Linked DNA regions of Hordeum vulgare: region 2 is linked to region 1. The links are chromatin contacts, called in public Hi-C maps. All regions are on one chromosome and are shown on one strand. The core of a region is the stretch at or near the end of the contact, and the rest is flanking DNA. Distances in the headings are between cores, read along the strand shown. Region 1 has its middle 52 kb from the start of LOC123443222. Region 2 holds the start of LOC123443222 (phospholipase A1-II 7-like).

The links. A called contact is a pair of places that touch in the nucleus more often than the background predicts.
Region 2: a Hi-C map of seedling shows a contact between it and region 1, with 1.9 times the contacts expected there. The contact joins the promoter of LOC123443222 here to the enhancer-like site in region 1. A contact is called at or near these places in 2 of 6 Hi-C or Micro-C datasets (leaf and seedling).

What each region holds. Positions count from the first base shown.
Region 1 is chr1H:437,034,688-437,040,898 of MorexV3_pseudomolecules_assembly, forward strand. No RefSeq gene overlaps it. Among protein-coding and RNA genes, the nearest start is that of LOC123443222, 52 kb to the right of the region's middle. Within about 2 kb of position 3,759, at least 3 of the 3 cell types and tissues checked have open chromatin away from gene starts, as enhancers often do. A contact at or near this core is called in leaf and seedling, where this site is marked.
Region 2 is chr1H:437,087,260-437,093,470 of MorexV3_pseudomolecules_assembly, forward strand. It overlaps LOC123443222 (phospholipase A1-II 7-like), which reads left to right and starts at 2,201. Exons shown (of 2, transcript XM_045119541.1): 1 at 2,201-3,019; 2 at 4,241-5,058. The coding sequence starts at 2,312. The coding sequence ends at 4,837.

The DNA.
Region 1 (6,211 bases), core at 2,509-5,008:
ACCGCTAAGCACAGCAAAACACCGCAGCAACTAGATTTTAAAACAATCAACAAGTTTTTATGAGGCAAAATGACAACTGAATAGAATTAAACTGGTAGTACAACAGAACACCATGGGAAACTAGTTTTTACTATAGCTGACAAACTAATAAGACAATATGACAGCTAGATGGAATTAAAATGACAAGCATAACAAAATAGTTGTGCTAACTGAATTTTATAAGCAATATCGAGCTTTATGAGACACCATGATCACTCGATCGAATTAAAAATGACAACCACATCAAAACATTGTGGCAACCGGTTTCTAAGCACCGACAAACTTTGTACGAAATGATATGAAAAATATGGCAATAAGTGGTTAATAATATCACAAGTGAGTGGAACAATGTGGCAAGTATGGACAAAAAAATAGTTATTGAAAGATGTCGGCATGAAATCTAGTTTTAAAGATCTAGTTGTGACAAAAATCAGCTACAAAAGTAGATCATTGGTCGAATTAATGGTTTTGGAGATAAAAAAATTTGAGTTTCAAATATTAGAGAGATTCTTGATAAAACTTTTCGAGTTTCAAATATTAAGGAGAATCTTGATGACATTATTGTGTACATGCATGGGAGAGAGGAAATTGGCCACAACATGACACTACTTAGGGCATCTACAATATCGACCCTCAAACAATCCAGATAGGTCCAAATCATATGGTCCGGACCGCGGAAGCCATCCAACGTAGGTTTGTATCGGTATGTGGAGCGGTCCGAATGTGTTTTCTTTTCATAAACCGGAGACAAACATGGAGGGTTTTGCGGGCATCCGGACCGATGTGCCGCCCGCTTCTGACCGCCATGGCCCACCAAAAAACGCTTCCTCACCCACGCGTGTTTGCCACCCGAAATGGTCAACGCCACTTCGGAGCATCATTGGCCACATTCATGCCTGACCAGAGCGGACACGACTTCTCACTAGCGTTGGCATTGAAGTGGCGCCCTGGCCGAGAGACCATCGTCCGCGTCGATTCCAGGTGCACGCATCTGCCCCACGTTCAAACGACACCACGACCACCCCTCCGTCCCTTTGTCGCCCACATTAAAGACACGAGATTGCCAAAAAATCTATTCCGGTGCCACCCGTTCGATGGCATGCCACCCACCATTGCCATTCACCGCGCTATATATACTCCAGCCCCGGCCATAGCCGGCACTCATCCTCCTCTGGTCCCTTTCTCTTCTTTGCACCATTCCCGTGGCCTCCTCACGCTTGAAATCTCTCTAGGACGAGCTCACGCCGAAGCAGAAGAAGGAGATTGCCAACGCCACCCTCCTCGTCGGTGCATTGCAACATGACCATCATTGAGGCCCATGCCCATTACATGGACATGGTGTGGGATAAGCGGGAGGAGCAGTTCCTAGAGGCGCAGGACGAAGCGGCCTACAACCTCTAGCCCCTCAAGGAGCACAAAAGGCAGAGGAGCAGCTTGACGACCATAGGTCGATTGCACCGGACGCGGATGTGGCGGAGCAAGCGACATTGCTTGAGTCATACCGCTCCGCCCGTCAGATCTGCCTCGACCGCCGGCGGTACTGCCAGTGTTAGACAAAACAGAAGACCGTGTACAAAGAGTTCGACGAGGCAGTAGACGACGTGTGGGGAAAGAGCGACGACAAGAAGGACATTGTCGGCTCCATCAAACCCGCTCCCCTGCGCCACAACCATGAAATCGGTATGTCTGTGGGTGTCGTCGACTGCTAAAAAGAGTAGTGCATGGTAGGTCGCCGCCGCTCGGGTCCCCAAAAGACCATCATTCTTCCCTTTTGCCTTACGTGAAGCTTGACGGATTGATAAACGTCGATTGATTAGCTGCTCAAGCTATGACGGCGGAGATTGTTGGGAATGAGCGGAGAAGGCGAAGGCAAATGCGGAGCTCCAATTCTCGAGGCTCATGGCAATCCGAGGGGAATAGACGCCATTTCATATAAACATGTTCGCTATTGTTATAAACATAATTAGTTGCCGAGTAAAAAAGAAAAATATGTTGCACGATCTAAGGGATTAACTAATCCAAGCAACCACTTTTTTACACTAAAAAAACAACCACTTTTGTAATTTACACGTGGTAAAGCTCGTTTCATCACCCGATTAACCAGCCGCTTGATCATTTTAACTAACTGAGTAAATTGTAAAAAACCATCATAATTGAGGACGCAAAAACAGAAAACCGTCATCATTTGTTTTGTTTTTAAAAAACCACCATCATTGTGCTAATAGTTTTCAAAAAAACACTAATGAATCACTAACCACATGTTGACATACTTTCTAACGAATGGGGCCTGCTGTAAGTGTTGACATGGCAAACAAAACTCAATGTTGTTACCCTTGCCATTAAACTGAAGGGGGGCAGCCGTACGAGTCTCGCATGTTTCACGGCGCAGCAAGACATGGAGGAGAGAGAGGCGATCAAGGTCACGTTGCCCTGTAGGATTATGAAAGAAAATCAAACTGAGTCTTAATAGTATTAGGATCTAGTCCTAGTCTATTTCCATAGTCCCCTATGGACGTGTATAAAAGGCACCCTATGGATGTTGCTTGTAACACCAGAAAAACAAAAAGCAATACAAAGTTTGACAGACTCGACACGAGCATGTGGCCATACATCGAGTCGTGCCTTCTCGTTCGTTCCGCCGAAATCGTGTCGTGTCGATCGTAACCGGTTGAAGAAACGATCCGGTTGCACACACACACGTACATGGCTGGATATCCAGATATCTGTTTGCTTGGTTGCTACTCCCTCCGTTCCTAAATATAAATCTTTCTAGAGGTTTCATTACTACATACGGATGTATATAGACATATTTTAGAGTGTAAATTCATTCATTTTGCTTCGTATGTAATTTGTTATTGGAATATCTAAAAAGGACTTATATTTAGAAACGGAGGGAATTGGACGTACGTTCTTCCTCGTGGTTTGGTCTACTGCTTCAAAAGCCAACACCTGCGCCCTCCAGTTCCGGTGAGCACCGGGGTCGTCGGATCCCGCCTAAATCCAGGGCGTCGCCGGCCACCGCTTCACCTACCCCATAGGCCCATACCACTGCCGGGATATGCCGATGTGAGACCATCGCGGCTCAACCGTCGCTGCCAAAACCTCCATCTCCAACCACGGTGGGCAGGAGGTAGCGGCGGGAGTCATGGGCATCAAGCGAGCGCTCAATCTGAAGACGAGGGAGTTCATCCTCCTGCATGCCTCGACCCTGATCTAGATGATGTGGCGGTGCATCCCGTCGTCAGGAGCTCCCCGCTGTCGTCCACCCGGTCATCGTCGACACTCAATGGCTGCCGTCCCGCGCGGCCGTGCGCACGCTCGGCCAAGCTCCCGCCTCCTCCCCTGCTGGCCGAGCCCGGGCATTCGAGGGAGAGGCGTTGATGTCGCAGGTCGACACCAGCAGGTGGCGGTGGCGCTCCTTAGGGGAAGGGAGGCGGCTGTGATGGCGGGATCCAGCATCACAGGGCGGCGGGCCTGCGAGGCAGCTTGCCTGCGGGCGCTTCGGCGCGGGGCGACAGTGATGGTGGGGTCCAGCAGCATCGGGCGGCGGGGCTACGAGACAGCTTGCCTGTAGGCGCGTTAGCGCGGGGCGACGGTGATGGCGGGGTTCGGCAGCACCGGGCGGCGGGGCAGCTAGGCAGCTTGCCTGCACGCGCGCCGGTGCGGGGCGGCGGTGATGGAGGTGTCCAGAACGCCGGACGACGAAGCTGCAAGTGGGACCTCCTTGTCAGACTAACGGTAGTGACCGCCGCCGTCTACGCCCCAGCCACGTGGCACATGACAGTGGGACCTTCTTGTCAGATTTTGCATTAAACCGTTTTAATTGGTCAATCAACGCTTTTTAAAAACTGTCAGCACAATGATGATGGTTTTTTAAAACAAAACGAATGGTGACGGTTTTCTGTTTTTGCGTAACCTCCAATTATGATGATTTTTTGTAATTTACTGTAACTTACCAGAGAACCACATGTCAGTGGAGAAGAGACGTGCTCGTCAATTTTGTCGGCGTCCGATTTCGGCGCCCTCGACGCGCCCATGCGTTGGCCAAAATAACACGGAGCCGTAGGCGGCGGGCTGGGCGAGCCAATATTTTGGTGACGGTCCAAACAGCATCCAAGTCACATGGACGAGCCAAAAGAAAATTGGTAGGGTCGCCGTTGGTGATGATCCAAACAGCTCCTACATGCACACCGACACCGACACCTTTGCTGGTCTATCCAGAGCTGCAAAATAGTACTCTGTACATGTAGGCGTGGTTAAAGGAAACATGGTAATTTTTGCTATGTCATCGACTAGTTATAAATTTCGGTAGTACTACTTGGTTGCAAGCCACGTGTGCGGCGTGGTTGGGCACATGTTGGGTCCTGAGCATGAATGAGTGCCCACTGGTCCTCCTCCTCACGTGCTCGTGCCGGCGGGACGACCGGGGATGGGATCTGCATACCGAGTCCCAGCGCCATCTTCAATGATTGATTCAATCCTTGTGAATGGCGGGCCACAACAATGCTCGAGTATCCGGACCGTCGTTCTAATGAACGTCTGTTTTAGACCAACTTTAACCGTGCGTCGGACGCGTTTTTATCCGTATTTTGTCTATCTATAAATCGATTTATCTGCTTTTTCATGAATGGATTGCCCAACATGGTGATTCATTTTTCGTCCGTATGCATACAGTTTTTAAAACTAAATGATCCGTGATCACATGTCATGCGAGCGTTGAAAGTTCACTCACACTATATGCCAAGGCCGGCATACATATGCCAACCTACAAAAAGAATACACATTTTTCAGCAACTTGCCAGCGGGAGACGACACACATTCCATCACATAAAATGAGAATGTAGTCCGACCACGTCATCTCAGCCATGATCATGCCCACACACCGGGACATGGATTACTCGTCTTCAAAGTTGAACATGTCAGCATGCATCTTCTTGAACCAAGACCGCTTCATGAAAGAGACCGTGCTCAAGTCCACCTTCATTATCTCGACCCCTTCATCATGCAAGCTAGACGGACTTCTCTTGCTTTGGTGGCTCCTTTGATGACCTCGATCTATAACACCTTCGCTTGCTTCTCCGTCTCTAACACGAGCTTTTGTTTTGTATCTTCATGAAGGCCCTAATTTGGTCCTCCTTGTCTTGACCTCGCTTCACCTCCCTTAAGTCTTTGTTGACGATCATGTCGTGCAAAGTAGCTTGCAAGGCAAGGGGCGTCGCCTCGCGCTTGTCCTCTTTCTTCGAGTTGGTCTTCCCATGCGGCCGCGACTTCTCCCCTGCACCATGCTCTTCAACGCCTTCCGTCCCTCCACGCGACTTAATGGCAGCGTATTGTCCCTTGAACTTTTCTTCTCCATTGATGATCATCCAACAATGAGTGAGGTTGAAAGACTTGCCCTCATAGTGGACCTTGAATGCTTCCAAAGCTTGAAAGACCTACAAATGAGCAACCATGACAACATATCAAAATAGGCAAGATATAAAATAATCAATATAAGCAAGCACGTCGGCGTACCATGTCTTTCATGTCGATGCCGCTCACAGGACGAGCCTTGATGCTCTCAAGAGTGGAACAAAAATTGTCACTCTTATGGTATCACCCTCTAACTCTTTCCGAGAGAGACCAACCCACGCTTTCTCTCCATTTGGTATGGTTTAAACTTCTTGCGCTCGTAGAACTCGCGATGCACTCTTTGTCAAAATGCCGAAGCCTTTTGTTCGGAGCCTATCTTGGAGTCTTGGCTAATGTCTCTCCAACATTCACAAATAAGTTTATCCTCACTTTATGTGTATGCTTTGGTCCGCTTGCTCTTCCGCTTGTTATTCTTGGCATTGGCTTGGGCGGGGAGCTCATCGAACAATGCTTCTCCATCGATGTCCGCTTCATCATCCTCTTTGTCAACGCCATAGCCTTTCCGAGACTTGTGATCAAGTGAAAAAGAGTTGCCCAAACCGAGTTGGTCCTTCATGAGGGGGTTGGGCAGGCCTTCACCAAACGAGTACCCCATGCCATCTTGGCTCTGCGTCTCATCAGGATCGTAAGGGATGCCACGGCCACCACTTTCAAAGATGAGGCCCTCCATGAACATGCGGTTGGCCTCGTCTTTCGTAGTCGGCATTCCTTCAAACAAGTTACGGGCATTCTTCATGGCGTGAGCGACGAGCTCACGAGG
Region 2 (6,211 bases), core at 951-3,450, 51 kb after region 1:
TCACGCGCTTCCCCGGCCTATCCCCGCGCCGCCGTCGCCGCCCGCGCCTCCGGCGACCGTTCAGGCGCTTCCCCGGCCTATCTCCGCTGCCGCCGCCGCCCGCGCCCCCCGGCGACCGTTCAGGCGCTTCCCCGGCCTCCCCGCGCCGCCGCGCTTCCGCCCGACCCCCTCCTAGTCCCACCGGCCCTCGCGCGCCTCCGTCGTCCGAGGAACAGCGCCCGAGCGCTCGCTGCCGCGCCGCGCCCGCAAGGTGTTCGACAAAACGCCTACAAGGTATGTATTCCTCAAACTTATGAATTTGGTGCATGTTTTGAATTGTAGTTTTTATAGTATAGTATTGAACATTGTAGATGAGTTCGTCGTATGATTCTTCCGAAGAAGAATTTGATATGGAAGAGAAGGAGGATCTTGCAATGATCATAGCTATGCATATCAATAAAAAATCGAAGCACGGTGGTTCGGTTATGGGTCGGGAGAAAATTTGGAGAGATAGGATTGATGCCCATAACAGATTGATGAAGAACTATTTTGTGGAGAATCCCACATATACGGAGTCGTATTTTCGTCGCCGGTTTAGGATGAGCACCGACTTGTTCAAGCGCGTTGCAGAGAAACTAGCGAGCCATGACCGGTTTTTCCAGCAAAGGAGGAATGCCGCCGGAGAGCTCGGGCATAGCACCTTTCTGAAGGTGACAACCGCTTTGCGTATGTTGGCATACGGTATCCCGACTGATCTAGTTGATGATCACTTGGCTATGGGTGAGAGCCAAGCCATCATGTGTGTCAAGCGCTTTGCACTGGGAATTGTGCAAGTGTTTGGCGAGGAGTATTTGAGATCTCCCACTGCTGAAGACGCCGCAAGGCTATTGGCGATGAACAAATCTCGCGGCTTTCCTGGCATGCTTGGCTCAATAGATTGCATGCATTGGAGTTGGAAGAATTGTCCAAAGGCATGGCATGGGCAATTCCACGACCAAAAAAAGGGTTCCACTATAATCCTTGAAGCGGTGGCCGATCAGGAGACTTGGATTTGGCATGCATTCTTTGGAATGTCTGAATCTTTGAATGACATCACTCTTGTCAACCGGTCACCACTGATGAATAAGATTGCAAATGATGAGTTGCCACCGGTGGAGTTTGTAGCAAATGGCCGTGCGTACAACTATGGCTATTATCTAGCGGATGGCATCTATCCAAAGTGGGAAACCTTCGTGAAGCCGTTGAAAAAGCCAGAAGGTAAGAAAAATCTTGATTTCCACAATGCTTAGGCGGCTGCTAGAAAAGATGTGGAGAGAGCATTTGGGATTTTGCAAGCCCAATTTGCTATTGTGAGAGGACCGGCTAGATTTTGGGATCAAAAAATGCTTTGATACATCATGCACGCTTGTGTGATCATGCACAACATGATCATCGAGAATGAGCGTGGCCAAGATTTAGACTACTCACAGTATGAGCTCTTGGGACATCCCGTGCGAGTGCGACGGAGGGCTGAAAGGGTAGCCCATTTTGTTGCCTCCTATCATGGCATTCGGCGTCCCGCAACGCACAATGAACTTTAGAAGGATCTGATTGAAGAGTGGTGGGCATGGCATGAACGACAAAGAGCATGATTTCTGCATTCGACATTGTATTGTTCATGAACTATTGGTTGTGTTTATTGCATTATTTGTTGTACTGAATGATAAACTATCTGTTTGAGTTGTAATGACTATTTATTGTTGATTTATTTTATTTCTTTGATCATTTTTGCTCCTATTTTTTGAAATGTATATGTGGTATGTGCGTGTTGCGCGCTGTGTATTTTTGGGCGCTGCTGGAGCGGCGCGCGCTGGATTATAGCGCGGCCGTTGAAGCCAGCGTCTATCCCCGCGCTAAACCAGCCGAAGCGCGCGCGGCAAACACATTTTTTGGGCACGGCGCGAAGCGCGGCTGTTGGAGATGCTCTAAGCTTCTAGAGTTTTTCTTTGTATCACTTGGTTGATATGGTTGGTGAATAGTTGTAATTCCAGACCGGTTAATGGCTTTTGTTAATTCAAAGTCATGTTCCCACGAGCCTATAGTTCTAAAGAAAACTGTATTAAGAGTGTACTTAAGTCCTTTTCAGTGAAAACTGTTCTAAAATAATCCTCCCGAGTCCCTACCCCATAATGCCCCGTAGGTGCAGCAAAGCTCCGATCCGTCCTATAAGTACAAGCCCAAGCTGAAGCAAAGGTCACAACACCAGCTAGCCAACAGAGCCAAACTTTACTCGCCGGCAGTGGTAGGCAGCACATCGATCGAGAAGATCCCACGAATTAACACCTCGCGCGCCATGTCGTTCCTCCCGATCCCACTGCCAATCGTTGGAGACATAGCCAGCAGGCTGCATGGCCAAGAGAAACCCCGTGGCGACGACACGACGCCGCCGGCGCCGGCGCGCGTCCTCGGAACCGTGGCCAGCAGGTGGCGCGAGCTCCACGGCGAGAACTCGTGGGATGGGCTCCTGGACCCTCTGGACCCGCACCTCCGCTCCAGCATCATCTCCTACGGCGAGATGGTGCAGGCCGCCTACGACGGGTTCAACACCGAGAGGCGCTCCCCGCACTGCGGCGCGTGCTTCTACGCCTACGAGGACCTGCTCGCCGGCGTCGGGGTGCCCCACCACGGCAACAACTACCAGGTCACCAAGTTCATCTACGCCACCTCGTCGCTGCCGCTCCCCAGCTCGTTCCTGCTGCTGCCGCTGCCGTCGCTGCCGGACGTCTGGAGCCGGGAGTCCAACTGGATGGGGTACGTGGCCGTGGCCACGGACGAGGGCGCCGCCAAGCTCGGGAGGCGCGACATCGTCGTGGCGTGGCGCGGCACCGTCCAGAACATGGAGTGGGTCAACGACCTCGACTTCGTTCCCGTGCCCGCCGCGCCCGTGCTGGGCTCCGCGGCCAGCCAGAACCGCCTCGCCGTCGTGCACCATGGGTTCCTCTCCATGTACACGTCAAGCAACAAGAGCTCCGAGTTCACCAAGACCAGCGCCAGAGATCAGGTAACTAACGTGCCACAGTGACTCATAAATGTGTGTTTTGGTACGTCAGGTCGATCTCACCGGCCCATTATACTTGTGCAGTTCTAACGTACAAAACGACAACAGCTTATATACCTATATACTCCATCCATCCTAAAATAAGTGTCTCAACTTTATACTAGCTCTAGTATAAAATTACACTAAGCTTTAGACAGTTATTTTGAAACAGAGGAAGTAATAATCTAAACAACGACTATAATGAGAAGCAAGGCCACGGTCTAGCTAGCCACAGCAAAACCAGCGTAACTAAATACTGTTAACCTGATTTTTTTGTTAATTTATCTCACTACTACTCCTACTAGAGATTTTACTTAAAAGAGACGGATTCCTTATTCTAATTTAGATGAGACATAGTAAAATGTGAAAATGTGCCAGAAAAAGTAAAACACGGTGGGTAATCATCAGACAAAAGACCCTCGGAGAATCATTAGTTGATTATTAACAGTGCCGAACTGTACATATAGTCCTTGCATAAAAGATTCACCGTGCCGGTTATATATTAACACAGCCCTAGCGCCTGTGTTGTATGATTGGTATGCAGAAATCATGCACGTACGTAGCAAGATTGTCTTCCACTCGACTCGATTAGTGAAATTCCTTGTGGTCCCCACGGAAAAGAAAGAGAAAAGGGAATCCTTTGGATGTTCCCGCAAAGAAAATGATTCCACGAGTGGAAGATATACAAGTTAAATCTTGAAGACAAGGAAACAATGGCCTTATCTAGAGGCTCTAGTCCTCAACTATCGTTGGCTCCTGTCCTTTTCTTTCGTCAGTATCCTCAGTGTATGAGCGCGTCACATGATTGAGCCCTTAGAAAATGGCACGGTAGCAAATGAACACGACGTCGTCTGTACTTATTGAGATGTATGAATAAAAGGTGTTGTGATGCGACGGAGCCAGACTCAGTTTTGACAAACTCGTGGGCACCCGTGTTAATATTCGTTACTATGTAAATAGTACTAGTAATAAATTTACGCATCAACGAAAGCGATGCCCGCCCTGCTGGTTGTTGAGACTTGAGAGCCTACATCTATGCCAGAAAAGACATACGTACCCTATATTTCAGAGCCGGCTAAAAATCATCATTTCTATGCCGACAAATGCTTTATTAAACAGTACTCCAGTAATTGCACATTTAATTAGTTGATCATTAATTAACCATGCATGTAAACACACATGCAGGTCGTCAAGGAGGTGAAGAGGCTGGTGGAGCTGTACAAGGACGAGGAGGTCAGCATCACCGTGTGCGGCCACAGCCTCGGCGCGTCGATCGCCACCCTGAACGCCGTTGACATGGTGTCTAGCGGCATCAACAAGCCCGAAGGCGCCACCAAATCCTTCCCCGTGACAGCCATCGTGTTCGCGAGCCCCCACGTCGGGTGCCGCTTCTTCAGGTCGGCGTTCCACTCGTTTCCAGACCTCAAGGCGCTGCATGTGCAGAACGTTGGCGACGTCGTGCCCCTGTACCCACCTCTGGGGTACGTGGACGTGGCCGTGCAGCTGACCATAACGACAATCCGGTCGCCGTACCTGCGTGTGCCGGCCACGGTGGGGACGCTCCACAACCTCGAGTGCTACCTGCACGGGGTGGCCGGGGAGCAGGGCAGTGCCGGAGGGTTCAAGCTCGAGGTGGACCGTGACATAGCGCTGGTGAACAAGGGTGCCGATGCGCTCGCGGACGAGCACCCGGTGCCGGCGAGCTGGTGGGTGCCGAAGCACAAGTTCATGGTCAAGGGGGGAGATGGGCGATGGACGCTCCAGGACTTCAAGCACATCTAAGTTAAGTTACTCGCATCGGCCATTCACTAGGAGGAGAGTGGGCGTTGATGTGATTCACGGCGCTGTGCTCGTTGCCAAGACCGAGGTTCTAAATAACGGCTTACGGTTTGTCGACCGTTCCTAGTATATTTCCCATTTTATGCAAAATAAGTGAATGTTTCCAACAATATACACTATGCATGAGCGACACATGAATATGATGGAAACACTTCTCCTCGACAGTTCTTTTGGCATTCTTCATGCATAATTTGTGGACCATATCCTTTGTATGTTTGATTTGAGAGATGAAGGTGTTTTCATTTTTTTGCTTGATTTGAAGCCTGAGAAGTACTTCGGCTCATCCATTGTGCACATTTTAAAATTACTTCCCGTGAGTTTATCAAACCCTGCCCTACAAGTGGGGTTAGTTTATCCAAAGGTAATATCATCAAGGTATATTTGATCCACAAAAAAATCACTATTAGTTTTTTTAATGAGGAAGGACGGGTCAATTTTAGCAATTTGAAAATCATGTTTAACGATGAATCTGTCCAAGCACTTGTACCATTTTCTTACTAGGGACTTCTTTGAGACCATAAAGAACCCATTTTACTATTTCAAGAATCACTCTTAACATCTATTTAACAGAGTTATATCATGGTGACTAACGTAAACTAAAATAATACCTTTAAGGAGTGACACGAGGGCATAGTTCGTTGACGAGGGAATGCCCACCACCCCACTTGGGAGGCCCACGATGACATACGGCCTAACTAACGGCCCATGCCCATGAACATGTCCATGGGACAGGGGGGGGGTATCTTCTAGTCGGTGGCCGGCCTCCAATCGAGCATCTTCTCCTCCAATCACGCGAGGATTCCAGCAGTTTCAGCTAGGCTAACTGCCAGTCGGGTAACGAGGGTGTCGTCCATGATCTCCGCTACACATACAGTACATATATTATCAAACGATGGTATATCATGTTAATAGCAGTCCTTATTTATTTATGGCTAGAAACAATCGATCGTTCATGGACCACTATTATCAGTTTTAATACCAAACCATTGTGGAATTCTAATAAGCTAGGGGTGCACTGGGTTGAGGGTTCACCATTGTTCTAAGTCATACATGTAAGAGCTTGAACACCTCACAGGAGTACGGTATTAACTCCATATCCTAGGGTTGTCCAATTCCTTGTTCGTACTCCCATATACGTCATCTGATAGTCACTATGCTTCTCCGTGCACACTCATAAACGCATTGTCCTTGAAATAACTGTTGGAAATGTGCACTAGAGGCAATAATAAAATGGTTATTATCATATTTCCTTGTTCATGATAATCGTCTATTGTTCATGCTATAATTGTATTAACAGGAAACAGTAATACATGTGTG